2 separate regions of the Urocitellus parryii genome follow, and region 2 is linked to region 1. Evidence: chromatin contacts called from public Hi-C data. All regions are on one chromosome and are shown on one strand. Each heading gives the region's core, a stretch centred on a gene start, on an enhancer-like site or on the middle of the called end of the contact. The rest is flanking DNA. Distances are from core to core; before and after follow the strand shown. Region 1 holds the start of Tfap2e (transcription factor AP-2 epsilon). Region 2 holds the start of Clspn (claspin).

Evidence for each region. A called contact is a pair of places that touch in the nucleus more often than the background predicts.
Region 2: a Hi-C map of muscle shows a contact between it and region 1, with 7 times the contacts expected there. The contact joins the promoter of Clspn here to the promoter of Tfap2e in region 1. A contact is called at or near these places in 2 of 2 Hi-C or Micro-C datasets (liver and muscle).

Annotation. Positions count from the first base shown.
Region 1 is chr11:22,562,515-22,565,720 of mUroPar1.hap1, reverse strand. Tfap2e (transcription factor AP-2 epsilon) reads right to left here and starts at 1,628. Exons shown (of 7, transcript XM_026393478.2): 1 at 1,602-1,628; 2 at 790-1,272; 3 at 178-229. The coding sequence starts at 1,628.
Region 2 is chr11:22,737,734-22,740,939 of mUroPar1.hap1, reverse strand. Clspn (claspin) reads left to right here and starts at 1,654. Exons shown (of 25, transcript XM_077791386.1): 1 at 1,654-1,677. The coding sequence starts at 1,654.

The DNA.
Region 1 (3,206 bases), core at 379-2,878:
TCTAGCCAGGCCCGCAGCCTTCGCTGTCCCTCTAAGGGTTCGTGAAGAATGTTCAGAGGCCACCGAGCCTGGTGACGCACAGGAGGCACTGGCGGCAGTGAAGAAAATGGGTCTGTGCTCCCCGGGCCTGCACTATCTCGCCTGGCTCTGCCCTGGCAGTTACACACCATTCCTTACCTTTCTTTATCACAGACTGGTCCAGGAGGTTCATTCCCGGCTCATCCATGGCCTGCAAGTAGGTGAAGGTGGCAGTGAGGGCGTGAGTAAATCTAGTCGTCTGTCGCTTCCCAAGCCCCTGCTGCCCCTATCTCTGTCCGCTCAGCACTGCGTGCTGCAAAGCCGCCCAAGGCGGCGACGGGTGGGACCGGGATAGCGGTGGCTCGCACTATCTATCTGGCGCCAAGCTGGAATCCTGGGTACTCACCGTGGCTTAGACAAGCAACTACTGCGCCTCCCTTCGCTCCAGGAGCAGGATGCCCCAGAAGACTGCCCATCAGACGGGAATGGATGCCCAACGTGGCTCAATGGCACACCGGAAGAAAGAGAAGAGATTTGATCCCTCCCTGCTCAGAGTTGCGCAGGCACCACGCATTGACAAAGTGCCAGGCTACCTTTAAACTGCGGGCAGTGTCTAAACCAGGACGTGGGACGTATCTTGGAGTGGGAGAACTGGGAGAAAAGTTATGTCCCTGCATTTGTCACTTTTTACCTCCAGCCAGGTTGCTAAATCGCCGCAGCCAGAGGGAGCGAGGGGAGGTGGGTAGCCATCCCAGACCCCTCGAGTCTCACCTGCAGATCTTCCAGGCCAGGTGGCGCCGCCAGCCCGGGAAGGCCCAGGGGCGCCTCAGCTAGGCCGTGCGCACCGTCGGCCAGGCTGTGCAGTAGCCGGGGCACTGCGGCGGCGTAGTCACGGCGCGGGTCTAGACTCAGAGCGCGGGCGGGCGGCGCCAGCAAGCCGGGCGGCTCGTCGTGGGCGCGGGCGGCAGTGCGGGGCGCGGCCCAGGCAGCCTGCGGAGGTTGTGGCTGCGCCAGGGGCGTCAGGCCGCCGTATGGGTCCCCGGCCAGGTGGGGAAAGGCGGCGGCGGCGTCGGGCGCCTGGCCGTAGGGCAGTGGAGGCTGCGGGTAGGGCGGCGGGAAGTAGGGCGGCTGGAAGTCGGCGGCAGCTGCGGCCGCCGGCGTGTGGCAGAGCGGCGGCGCGGGTCCGTAGGCTGCCTGGGGCAGAGACGACAGACGGGCCCCGCCAGCCGCTGCGCCGAGCCCGTCGGGGCGCTCCTGGGAAGGAAAGGGAGAGCTAGGTGACCCACCGGCAGCTGAAAGGACCCCAACCAGAAAGGATCCTTCTTGGCTCCGGAGGATCCAGCTGCCGTCCGATCCTCTTCCTCGGGCCCAGTGTCTATCACCAAATGACCCGCGGGCGCAGGAGCCTCAGGCTGAGGACCGTGGTCTCCTACCCACCTCCCTCTAAGCTGGCGGAGTCCTTACTGCTCCCTCCCTCCGAGATTTCGTTGGCGCTAGGGCAGGAGGTTTGGAAGATGCAGCGCGCGGGCTCCTCGATTCTCCGGCCAAGGGTGCCCGGTGCGGCGGGACCTGAGACTACTCACCATGGCGGAGTAAGTATGCACCAGCATGAGGCGGGTAGTGCGGGGTGTGAGACGTGGCGGCGGCAGAGCTCTCGCCCGACGGCGAGCGCTGCGGGAAGAGGGGCGGGAAGCGGACACAGCCGGCTAGGGTCACCGCGCGGCACCTGGGTACCACCCAGCCCAGAGCCCAGACGGTGTAAAGTCCTCAGCTGTGAGCACCCTGAGGCTGGTCCAAGGAAGCGGAAAGGACTGGCCTCTGATGGCACTTGGAAAAGTCGGTCAACGGGTACCCAGCGCCTGCCCCACTCCCTCTGAGAGCAGCCTGCTCCATGCACTCCAGTTATAGTGGCGGGGGCGCGCCAGGCCTCGGGGGCGCGCATTAAAGAGACAAGCTATGGCCTTTCTCTCCTTTTTCCCTAGCGGTCGCCAAAAGGAGGGCGTGGCTTTGGTGGGATCCGGCTGGCTGGGTAGCGGCGAGTGGATTCGACCCCTGCTGATCTAAGCTGCATTCTGGGTTCGAAGCTCTCGCAACTGCAGTGAAACAGTTCTAGGCTGGGACAAAGAGGCCCTGAATTTGCTTAGCTCTCTGGCATCTTCACCTTTGCCCAAAGCACAACTCTTCACTGGTCTCAGCTTCCTCCTCTGTAAAGTGTGCATCATTTCTCAGGAAAAGAAGGTTGAGTTTTAGGGGGGAAAAATGAGCGATTGATTTAATTTTTTTTTTGAGAAAAAGGAAAAGATTTATTGCTTTTCTAGCCAAGGAGAAACAGAGGGGACTACTGTCCTAAAGGCTGTGATTCTGCCCACCAGCAGAAACAGGGGGCTTTTAAACAGGTGATTCAAAGGCTACATTCCACGTGTTCTCTGTCTGGAGTTGTAATTCACTTGCTAATTTGGGAGGTTGTCATTTTTTTTTTTTTTTAGTTGTTGATGTACCTTTATTTTTTGTTTATTTATATGTGGTGCTGAGGATCGAACCTGGTGCCTCACACATGCTAGGCAAGTGCTCTGCCACTGAGCCACAATCCCAGCCCTGTCATGTTTTTTTTTAATTGGTTTTATTTTTTAAATACCTGACAGCGGAATGCATCACAATTCTTATTACGGCATATAGAACAAATTTCCATGTCTCTGTTTGTATATAAAGTATGTTCACACCAATTCATGTCTTCATACATGTACTTTGGCTAAAGATGTCATCACATTCCTCCATCATTGCTAACCCCCTGCCTCCTCCCTTTGCCTCCCACCCCTCTGGCCTACTTAGAGTTCCTCAATTTGGGAGGTTGTCATTTCTGAGATCTTCTGGTACCATTCCTAAAGTCTGGGTTACTTTATTCATGTGGTAATACTGTTTTCCCTGAGATTAGAGAGGGGGGGAGATTAGGGAGGAGCAGGGAGAGAGGAAGAGAAAGAAACATGTCCATTTAAAAAAGTAAGTTGCAGTGGCAGAGCAGCATTATATTCAAAGCAAGTGTTATATTTAAAGTGGACTACTGTTACACTTCCCCAAATTGTCAATTTCTACATTCCATTTCCATGGAAATATGGGGGATGACATCTCCAAACGGCTTCCTGCCGAAAAGGGGTGAAGTTGGGGAAAGTAACCCAAAGTCCTTGTTCTCT
Region 2 (3,206 bases), core at 405-2,904, 180 kb before region 1:
AATAAATATTAATCCTCCACATGATGAGGGGTACTATAGATGTAAAATTGAGAATCATCCATATAGAAATTAGTAGTAAAATGGATGAAAATACAAATAGACTAAGAAATGAGGATTAGATTATTATTTCTTTTTCTTCCTTTTTGGTTCTAAGGTTTGAACCCAGGGCCTGATGCATACTGGGCAAGTGCTCTGCCACTGAGCTACATTCCCAGCCCAAGATCTTGATGAGTGCAGAAGTGGTTTGAGAGGTGGTAAAGAGGTGAATAAATGAAGGTGAGGATAGGAGCTTTTTAACTGAACCCAGCCAAAAGTGGAAACTTGGAAGGAGGACAGTGGATAGGGTGACCATCTGTCCTGGTATGCCTATGACTGAGGAGGTTCCCAGCGTTGTGGAACTTTCACTGGGAAAGTCCTGGACAAATTGAACCTAGTTGGTCATCCTACTATTGGATATGACCATAGAGGTGAAGTGGGATGACAGATACTCTGATCTTTCTTTCCTGGTGCGTGCGCTCTGATCTTCACCTTACAGTATCTTGTAAAGTGCCTTAGAGTGGCCTGACCCAAAAGAAGACAAGAGGGCAAGAGAGCTGAACTAAGAGTCCTGAGAAGTCATCCTTGCTTGGACACAGAAAGGTCACAAGAAAAAACAGAATTGACTCAGAAAGGCAAAAAAGAAAATAACCCACATAGTGGGCAAAACTGAGATTAGAATGAGCTAGGATAAATCTGACTTCGGCCCGGTGTGATGGCCCACGCCTGTAATCCCAGAGGCTCGGGAGGCTGAGAGTTGTAAGCGAGTTCAAAGCCAGCTTCAACAAGGGGCGAGGTGCTAACTGGGAATGGGAAGTGGTTCAGTGGTCGAATGTCTCTGAATTCAATCCTCGGTACCAAAAAATAAATACATAAATAAAAATAAAAATCTGGAGCCAGAGCTTTGATTTCCCTCTCACCCCAAGGCTTATTCAAAGGTGGGGAGTCCTCTAGGGGTGAGATGAGTGCTTTTCGCATCGCATCCTCGAATCAACTCTAAGTAAATTTATAAAGATTATCCAAGGATATTCTTTGGTATCTGAGAATCTTGCAAAACTTTTTTAATGTACAAGGGCGAGTGCCTTGTAAAAGCAGCCGCCAACATTTAGCTGCTCCAAGGATGGTGGGGGCGGAGCTCGGTCTTCCTGCGATCACAGAACACCACAAGATGTTCGATTCCCAGTCTACTTCTTGCCTGGAGTGCTCAACCCCTCAATTTGCTTGGTGCGACCTGTCGAGCTACAGCAAGGGTCAAATGTCAAAGACCACCACTCATAAGGTCCCTTGTTGCAGGAATAAAAGGGCTGGGCCGCCCGCAGGAAACTCCTACCCTCGGTTCTGCTAACAAGAACAGCCAGTACCCGCCAAACTACCCTAGTTTATAGTCGAAGGGCCGGCAGGAGGCGCTTCGTGATTGGTGGGGCGAATGGGGGCGTGGCCTTGGACGAAACGCCTCCTCCGGATTGGTGCAAATCATCGAAGGTGGGGCATCCACTGCGGCTAGGCGCGAAAGCTCGAACGTCGCAGCCTGGCTGGAGACGGCGGGAGCTGCTGTCCCCAGGCTGAGGGAACCGGGAACCGAATCATCCAGAACAGAACGCTGGAGAAGCCGGACTCATGGCGGGCGATGTGGGTTCTGAAGTGAGTTTACGCGCAAGCCTCCCACCGGGCAGCGGAGGCGGCACGCCGAGGGTCGTGTTGGGTTCAGGCGGGAGCGGTGCTGAGCTGGGGCGCTGGGCCCGGCGGACTACAGCTCCCGGCGGACTCCGCGTCTTCTCGGCTCGGCTGGGTGGGCTCGCGGCCGCGCCTGGGGTCCGCAGCCGGCTTCCCGCGCTCGGTTGGCGGCAGTGCCCCTGGGGTCGATGGCGCGCGAGGGCCTCCGCCCAGCCCTCCTCAGCTTGTCCCCGCAGCCCACCCTTCCCCTTGGCGCCTTTCCTGCCGCGCGGGCTCCTCTTACCGCGCCCCGAACGAGAGAAGGCCGGCACCGCGGGATGCGGGGCGAGGTTCTGAGTAGACCGGAGAGCTTGTGCAAGTTCAGAACCGGGTCTGAACCGGATCTTGGAGGTAGTCGTGCGCCGGCCCCCAGCGTTTCCCGACAGGTCTTCGGATGCGGAAGTAACACTCCCGGGTCTCTGCTGGCCGCTGACTGCTCCCAGGCGTCTTTGGTCAAAGAAAGCATCTGTTTCCAGACCTGTGCGCTTTTCTGAGGTCGGCACTAGGGCCAGGCTCTCTCGCCTTGGTAGCAAAATTTGAAGGAGCTACCGAAAACTTCAGTGATCAAGTGAAGTTCATATTAATGCAGTATTTTAGAAAATCAGAAATTAATGCAAAAAGCCTATGATTTGATCTTGAACAAAAGGGCAGACTTTTTTTTTTTTCCTTTTGGTACTGGAGGTTGAACCTAGGATTGCTTTATCGCTGAGCTACATCCCAGACCTTTTAACTTTTTTTTTCTCCAAATATTTTGTTTTAGTTGTAGTAGGACACAACCTTTATTTTATTTTTATGTGGTGCTAGGTGAGCCACAACCCCAGCCCCATCTTTTTGAAACAGGGTCTCACTAAGTTGCTGAGGCTAGCCTTGAACTTGTGATCCTCCTGCCTCAGCCTCAGGCTCTGGGATTGCACGCATGTGCCACCCCGCCTGGCAATATAGCAAACTTAAATATTAAGACTCGACTTTACATGATTTTGTCTCACCTCATCCTAATCCAATAAAAACCTTGTTTCCAACAAAACTGTTAGGAAAAGCAGGCACCTGCAGGTGTAGCTGATCTGTTGTCCCAAGCTATTGGGGAGGCTGAGGTAGGAAGATCACATTTTGAGACCCTAACTTAAAAAATAAAAAGGGCTGATGGTGTAGCTCCATGATAGAGCATCCCTGGGTTCAATCCCCAGAACTGGAATAACTAAATAAATAAAATAAATGATTAAAAAAAAAAGAATAAAGAAAGCAAGTAGTTAACTTCATGAGACATAGTTGGTTAGTTTAATTTTTTAATTATATATACATATATATATTAAACATTTAAACATTTTTTAAAAGTCTTGATTACTGAGTTTTTAAAGATCCCTCAGCTCACTCTTTTCTTGGTACTGCTCTTTGAAGTTATTTGTACTGCTGCAAATTGCCTACAGTAAATTTCCTTATTAAGAGTATCACTGTAGGGC